2 separate regions of the Triticum aestivum genome follow, and region 2 is linked to region 1. Evidence: chromatin contacts called from public Hi-C data. All regions are on one chromosome and are shown on one strand. The core of a region is the stretch at or near the end of the contact, and the rest is flanking DNA. Distances in the headings are between cores, read along the strand shown. Region 1 holds the start of LOC101290579 (ABC transporter G family member 36). Region 2 overlaps LOC123078540 (ABC transporter G family member 37).

What was found. A called contact is a pair of places that touch in the nucleus more often than the background predicts.
Region 2: a Hi-C map of leaf shows a contact between it and region 1, with 4 times the contacts expected there. The contact joins the enhancer-like site here to the promoter of LOC101290579 in region 1. A contact is called at or near these places in 2 of 5 Hi-C or Micro-C datasets (both in leaf).

Annotation. Positions count from the first base shown.
Region 1 is chr3D:301,526,411-301,530,046 of IWGSC CS RefSeq v2.1, reverse strand. It overlaps LOC101290579 (ABC transporter G family member 36), which reads left to right and starts at 1,794. Exons shown (of 21, transcript XM_044501084.1): 1 at 1,794-2,375; 2 at 2,481-2,601; 3 at 2,683-2,771; 4 at 2,953-3,197; 5 at 3,325-3,401; 6 at 3,520-3,573. The coding sequence starts at 2,023.
Region 2 is chr3D:301,589,038-301,592,406 of IWGSC CS RefSeq v2.1, reverse strand. LOC123078540 (ABC transporter G family member 37) reads left to right here. Exons shown (of 20, transcript XM_044501085.1): 16 at 1-23; 17 at 103-330; 18 at 437-608; 19 at 797-1,051; 20 at 1,156-1,743. The coding sequence ends at 1,428. Among protein-coding and RNA genes, the nearest start is that of LOC123078540, 7.8 kb to the left of the region's middle. Within about 2 kb of position 2,101, at least 2 of the 8 cell types and tissues checked have an H3K27ac peak or open chromatin away from gene starts, as enhancers often do. A contact at or near this core is called in leaf, where this site is marked.

The DNA of each region.
Region 1 (3,636 bases), core at 545-3,044:
GAGTCCTGGATTAAGGGGTCCTCGGGCGTTCGACCTGTTGGACATGGGCCGGACTGATGGGCCGTGAAGATACGAGACAGAAGACTCCTTCCCGTGTCCGGATGGGACTCTCCTTGGCGTGGATGGCAAGCCTGGCGTTCGGATAAGAAGATTCCTTTCTCTGTAACCGACTTTGTATAACCCTAGTCCCCTCCGGTGTCTATATAAACCGGAGGGTTTAGTCCATAGAGGCAATCATAATCATACAGGCTACTTCTAGGGTTTTAGCCATTATGATCTCGTGGTAGATCAACTCTTGTAATACTCATATTCATCAAGATCAATCAAGCAGGAAGTAGGGTATTACCTCCATAGAGAGGGCCCGAACCTGGGTAAACATCGTGTCCCCTCTCTCCTGTTACCATCGACCTTAGATGCACAGTTCGGGACCCCCTACCCGAGATCCGCCGGTTTTGACACCGACAATAACCCATATGGAAAAAAGAAAAAAGGCTTTAACTTTGACTTGTTTTATTTACAAGAAAATGTGGGAAACTCATTTTCTTTCCGCATAGAGCATCTCCAACAAGAGAACTACTACCTCCGTTTCGGTGAATAAGTCATTCATGTAGTTCTAGGTCGACGATTTAACTATCTAAATATGTATTATATGTGACAAAAAATATATATATTTAGAAACTACATCCGTGTAGAAATCTAGTGATATACTTTTCATGACATATAACACATATTTAATTCCTCAAATCGATGACCTAGAACTACGCGAGTGACTTATTCACCTAGACGAAGGTAATAAAATTTTGCTCAAGACCTAAAATGTAAATTTGGGATTTTTGGCCCAAAAAATGACTCCGACAATACATCTAAGACTTATTCATGTGAACAATTTTTTTTGGTAGCCACCTAAATTTTGTTACCAGTACCAATATTTGAGTCCTTCTTACTACACCACCAAAAATACCAAAAAAGTGCCGCAACCCAACCACCCCGGCGTTTTCATCCTACGTTAGCGCCTGCCGATCATCGACCCCCACGACAGCCGCTGAGCTTGTGACACCACCACCCAGTCTCGTCGAGCTCCTCCCCGCCGACGCTCGATTTTGGCCGGCCGTCGCCGGATCAACACACCCCCCCCCCCCCCCCCCCCCCCCCCCCCCCCCCCCCCCACACACACACATTCTAGGCAACACACAAATTGTGAATGACGCCATGTATATACTTTTATTGAATAATAACTAATATCACATGAAGGCCTCTTTTGGTTCATATGATAGTAATAGGAAAAATCATAAAAAGTAAAATGACATGTATCTCACCCCGCAAAAAAAGAAAAAGACATGTATCTCAATTCTTATAGGAAAAAAGATCTCATTTGATGCATAGGTAAGAATTTTCCATCGAGTATAGCCTAATGTTTTTTTTCATTTGAAATGTAGAGGATTAGTTCCTACTCACATAAAAATAGAAATTTATTCCTACAAATCAAAGGGCGCCGGAGAAAATCTTCCTTATAGAATTCCTACTAAAATCCTTCCTATAAACAAAGGAGGACAAAAATAGATTGGACAGAGGGGGGAAAATGTTGGCAAATAAATACTTACGAGTTTAATCAAGCCCGCATTCCCGCAGGTAATGCTGGCGAAATAAATGCTGGCTCGCCAATCCTCCGCGGAAGGACACGCCCTTCTAGAGGACTGCGGCCCTAGTCCAGCCTCGGAGTACGGACTAGGCTTCTAGAAGCGACAAGCGGCCGCATAGTAGAAATGGACGGGGATTTCCGTGGTAACCAAGCCGTCTCCCGTGTTCTCACTTTCCCCGCTTCCCAACTCTGACTCGCAAGCGCAAGCCACCACCTTCCCTCCTCCGTCCCGTCCCGTCCCAACGGATTCCCACGCCCTACAAAACCCCCGTCGTCCCAGCTTCCCTCCCAGCACCAGCAGCAGTCCCACCTCACCCGAATAAGCATAAACGCGCCTGAGAAAAGCCCTTGGAAATCACGCCGACGGTGGGGGGTTAGGGGAGATGGACGCGACGGCGGAAATCCACAAGGTCGCCAGCATGCGGCGCGACAGCGGCTCCATATGGCGGCGCGGCGACGACGTGTTCTCGCGATCGTCCAGGGACGAGGACGACGAGGAGGCGCTGCGCTGGGCCGCGCTCGAGAAGCTGCCCACCTACGACCGCGTCCGCCGTGCCATCCTCCCGCCTCTCGACGGCGGCGAGGGCGCGGCCCCCGGGGCGGCGGCGGGGAAGGGGGTCGTGGACGTGCACGGCCTCGGGCCGCGCGAGCGCCGGGCTCTCCTCGAGCGCCTCGTGCGCGTCGCCGACGAGGACAACGAGCGCTTCCTGCTCAAGCTCAAGGACCGCCTCGAACGGTGCGTGCGTGCTACTACTCGTTTCTGTTTCGTGGGCGGAGCTAGGAATGTCTCGTTGCCATGCCTGCCGGGTGTTTGACGATTTGTGCGTGTCTGGTTGCGCAGGGTTGGGATTGAAATGCCGACGATCGAGGTGCGGTTCGAGCACCTGGTGGCGGAGGCGGAGGTCCGGGTCGGCAACAGCGGCCTCCCCACCGTCCTCAACTCCATCACCAACACGCTCGAGGTGATCATCGCACCAACACGTCTGTGTCTCTGCGTGTCAGTGGAAGAGATCATTGATTTGTTTTGGTTGTGCTTGGTGCAGGAAGCGGCGAACGCGCTGCGCATACTCCCCAACAGGAAGCGGACCATGCCCATCCTCCACGACGTCAGTGGCATCATCAAGCCCCGCAGGTAGTCAAAACATCTCTCTTGCCTTTTGGCCACAGAAAACATGCGATGCTCATGCTCTGCTTGCCTGCGGAGTACACTTGTCACCTGTTTGAACATTGAACTTGTAGACTTTGACCCGGGTCTTTTGGAGCTCGGTTTCATTCATCGCTCCTTCCACCTCACGCTCTTTTCGTTCGCGCAGGATGACACTCCTGTTGGGCCCACCTGGGTCAGGCAAGACCACCTTGCTGCTCGCCTTGGCCGGGAGGCTCGACAAAGACCTCAAGGTCTCAGGCAATGTTACCTACAACGGGCACGGGATGGAGGAGTTTGTGCCGGAGAGGACGGCGGCGTACATAAGCCAGCACGACCTCCACATAGGGGAGATGACTGTGAGGGAGACACTCGCCTTCTCCGCACGCTGCCAGGGTGTTGGCACTCGCTTTGGTACCATTCTCTGCAACTGTCACATGCACTTGCTCATGCATTCATTTCTGCTGTTTTCAGATTCTGTGGGATTGGCTTAGTTTGCTTGAGCTATGCTTATCAAGCTTCCTTTTTGTTACATTGCCAGATATGCTGACTGAGTTGTCGAGGCGAGAGAAGGCCGCAAATATCAAGCCAGATGCTGATATTGATGCATTTATGAAGGCAAGACTTGCAAATCCGAAATAAACCAAGAATATTTTGGTGGTTTCTGTGTGTTCTTCATGATATCTAATCTGAAATGAAGACTTCATGTATTTTTTTTTCTGTTTATCTTCATTAGGCTTCTTCAATGGGAGGTCTGGAGGCCAATGTGAACACAGACTATATACTGAAGGTAGTACATGAAACTTTGAGCTACAGCTACGAGTGACTTCAGATTGAATTACCCAAATCTGTC
Region 2 (3,369 bases), core at 852-3,351, 62 kb before region 1:
TACAGACAATCAGAACTATATCAGTAAGCTTCCCCACAAGCCATTCATATACATTGTAGCGTGAGTGACACTTCTAACTACTCTTCATTTTCGCAATTTCAGAAGGAACAAGGAACTCATAAAGGAGCTAAGCATGCCACCTCCTGGCTCCAGAGATCTCAACTTCCCTACACAGTACTCTAGATCATTCGTCACACAGTGTCTAGCTTGCTTGTGGAAGCAAAAATTGTCATATTGGAGAAACCCATCCTACACAGCAGTGAGATTACTCTTCACCATCGTCATTGCGCTAATGTTCGGAACGATGTTCTGGGACCTTGGAAGTAAAACGTACATCTCCTAACTGATACTATAACTTCATTTTTTTTCTGTACTTTGGATATAGTAGCTACTTCAAGTAAGATATATCTGACGCCTTACTTATATCACGATGCAGTCGAAGATCACAGGATCTATTCAATGCCATGGGATCAATGTATGCTGCAGTACTATACATCGGAGTGCAAAATTCTGGTTCTGTTCAACCAGTTGTCGTGGTGGAGCGAACAGTCTTTTACCGGGAAAGAGCAGCTGGCATGTATTCAGCTTTTCCATATGCATTTGGACAGGTAATTTCTTAGACTGTCGGTTTACCTATTTCATGGCATATGTATGAATGACCTTTGAGAACTGGCAATCGAAGTCACAGCCGTGGTTAAAGTAACAGAACTGGCAGTTTATCATGGCTCAGTTTATCAACATTCTTGAATTATCTCAGTCCTGGAACCTAAACAATGTCATGTTATCCCTTTTCTAGGTTGCTATCGAATTTCCGTACGTATTGGTTCAGGCTTTGATATATGGCGGGCTAGTCTATTCCATGATTGGATTCGAATGGACAGTTGCCAAGTTCTTGTGGTACTTGTTCTTCATGTACTTCACCATGCTATATTTCACGTTCTATGGAATGATGGCTGTTGGCTTGACGCCGAATGAGAGCATAGCAGCTATCATCTCATCAGCATTCTACAACGTATGGAACCTCTTCTCAGGATATCTTATCCCCCGACCTGTAAGTTACACTCTTGATACATTTTTCATTTCTTTTGTGTAAACTTTGTACTTACCAGTGCTCCTTGTCTTTCACATTACTCATCCGTTGAACTTTTACTTCAGAAACTTCCTATTTGGTGGAGGTGGTACTCATGGATTTGCCCGGTGGCATGGACGCTATACGGACTGGTTGCCTCCCAGTTTGGTGATATCCAACAGCCGCTCGATCAGGGAATTCCAGGCCCACAGATAACTGTCGCCCAGTTTGTCACGGACTACTTTGGTTTCCATCATGACTTCTTGTGGGTTGTGGCGGCGGTGCACGTTGCTTTCACCGTGCTGTTCGCCTTCCTGTTTAGTTTTGCCATCATGAGGTTCAACTTCCAGAAAAGATGAGGATGACATTCTTTCAGATTCCTTGTACGTAGTGCCATACTGCTGTCCAACAGCCAGTGCGGATGGATTGAACAAAGTATAGTTGTTTCTGTAGATGATATAGAGGTTATTTTGTATTTCAAGCATGTAGAAATTCCGCACAACTATGCTCTGTAGGACTTGTAGGAAAGGCTAATTAGTCTTGTTGAGCCTCCAGCTTCTTTACCAGCTCTAGCTGAGTAACTGCTACTTTTCTCGTCGGAGAATGTAAACCTGACCAGTAATGTTGTCATTTCTGACGAGTTAATGGAGGCAGAAATTTTGTTGATTCTTCAATCCCTTGTGAAACTTCCCATTGCTGCCCAAATATTACAAAGCAATTGTTTTATCTCAAGATTTGTTTGATTACTTAGTGGCAGTGCCGCAGTGCGTATGTTTCCTTGGGTAACTATCATCTCATCAGTTCTGCTAACCAAGAGCTGGCTAGTGGCCCGGGAATTTGTACTCTCTATTTGAGTTCTTGTTGCCACCAAATCCGGTTCCCTGGGTGGCTATGGGTGATTTTAACGAAGTTTTGCACCAGTCTGAGCATGATGGAGTGGGTTTGAGGACTCAGTCCCAGATGGACGGCTTTAGAGATGCGTTGGACGTGTGTGGTTTACCTGACCTAGGACACAGTGGTTCATCATGGACATTCGAGAAGAAAGTAGCAGGCGACGCTTTCACGAGGGTGGGACTGGACCGAGCGGCGGATGCTGCATGGAGCTCGTTGTTTCCCACAGCTTGATCATGCGTCGGCAGCGTGCTCGGATCACAGCCCTATTGTCCTAAATTTCTTTGAAGAGCTCATGAATATTAAGGGTGCTAGACCTTTCAAATATGACACCACGTGGGAAACGCACCCGAAGCTAAAAACATGTGTTGAGGGCATGGAAGAACAATCCGGAAGCAGTCTCGGTTGTGGAAGTGCAAGACAAGCTTCGTGAGCTACCGGGTGACCTATCTAGCTGGGATTGGCTGACATTCGGTAATGTGCAAAGGGAAATTAAACGCCAAAAGTATGAGTTGGAAATTCTACGGAACCGATAACTCCCGAACGGGCTGCGTTTTGTTGTTTCGTGTTGGAAACGAGAGTTTTGGCAATGTTTCACGATATACTGATCGGTGCATAGCGCACGTATATATGGAGTACAAAGTGAGCCACAACCTCAACTATACAATGACTAGGAGATGGACGGCTTTAGAGATGCGTTGGACGTGTGTAGTTTACCTGACCTAGGACACAGTGGTTCACCATGGACGTTCGAGAAGAAAGTAGCAGGCGACGCTTTCACGAGGGTGGGACTGGACCGAGCGGCGGATGCTGCATGGAGCTCGTTGTTTCCCACAGCTTGATCATGCGTCGGCAACGTGCTCAGATCACAGCCCTATTGTCCTAAATTTCTTTGAAGAGCTCATGAATATTAAGGGTGCTAGACCTTTCAAATATGACACCACGTGGGAAACGCACCCGAAGCTAAAAACATGTGTTGAGGGCATGGAAGAACAATCCGGAAGCAGTCTCGGTTGCGGAAGTGCAAGACAAGCTTCGTGAGCTACCGGGTGACCTATCTAGCTGGGACTGGCTGACATTCGGTAATGTGCAAAGGGAAATTAAACGCCAAAAGTATGAGTTGGAAATTCTACGGAATCGATAACTCCCGAACGGGCTGCGTTTTGTTGTTTCGTGTTGGAAACAAGAGTTTTGGCAGTGTTTCACGATATATTGATCGGTGCATAGCGCACGTATATATGGAGAAGTGAGCCATAACCTCAACTATACAATGACTAGAAGGTGGGCCTGGCTATACAATATACATACACAAACCATATGTTCAACACCCCCCGGAGTCGAAGCGTCGCCGGAGACGCAAAGACTGGACCTGAACTCCTCGAAAACAGAAGTAGGCAGTCCTTTTGTCA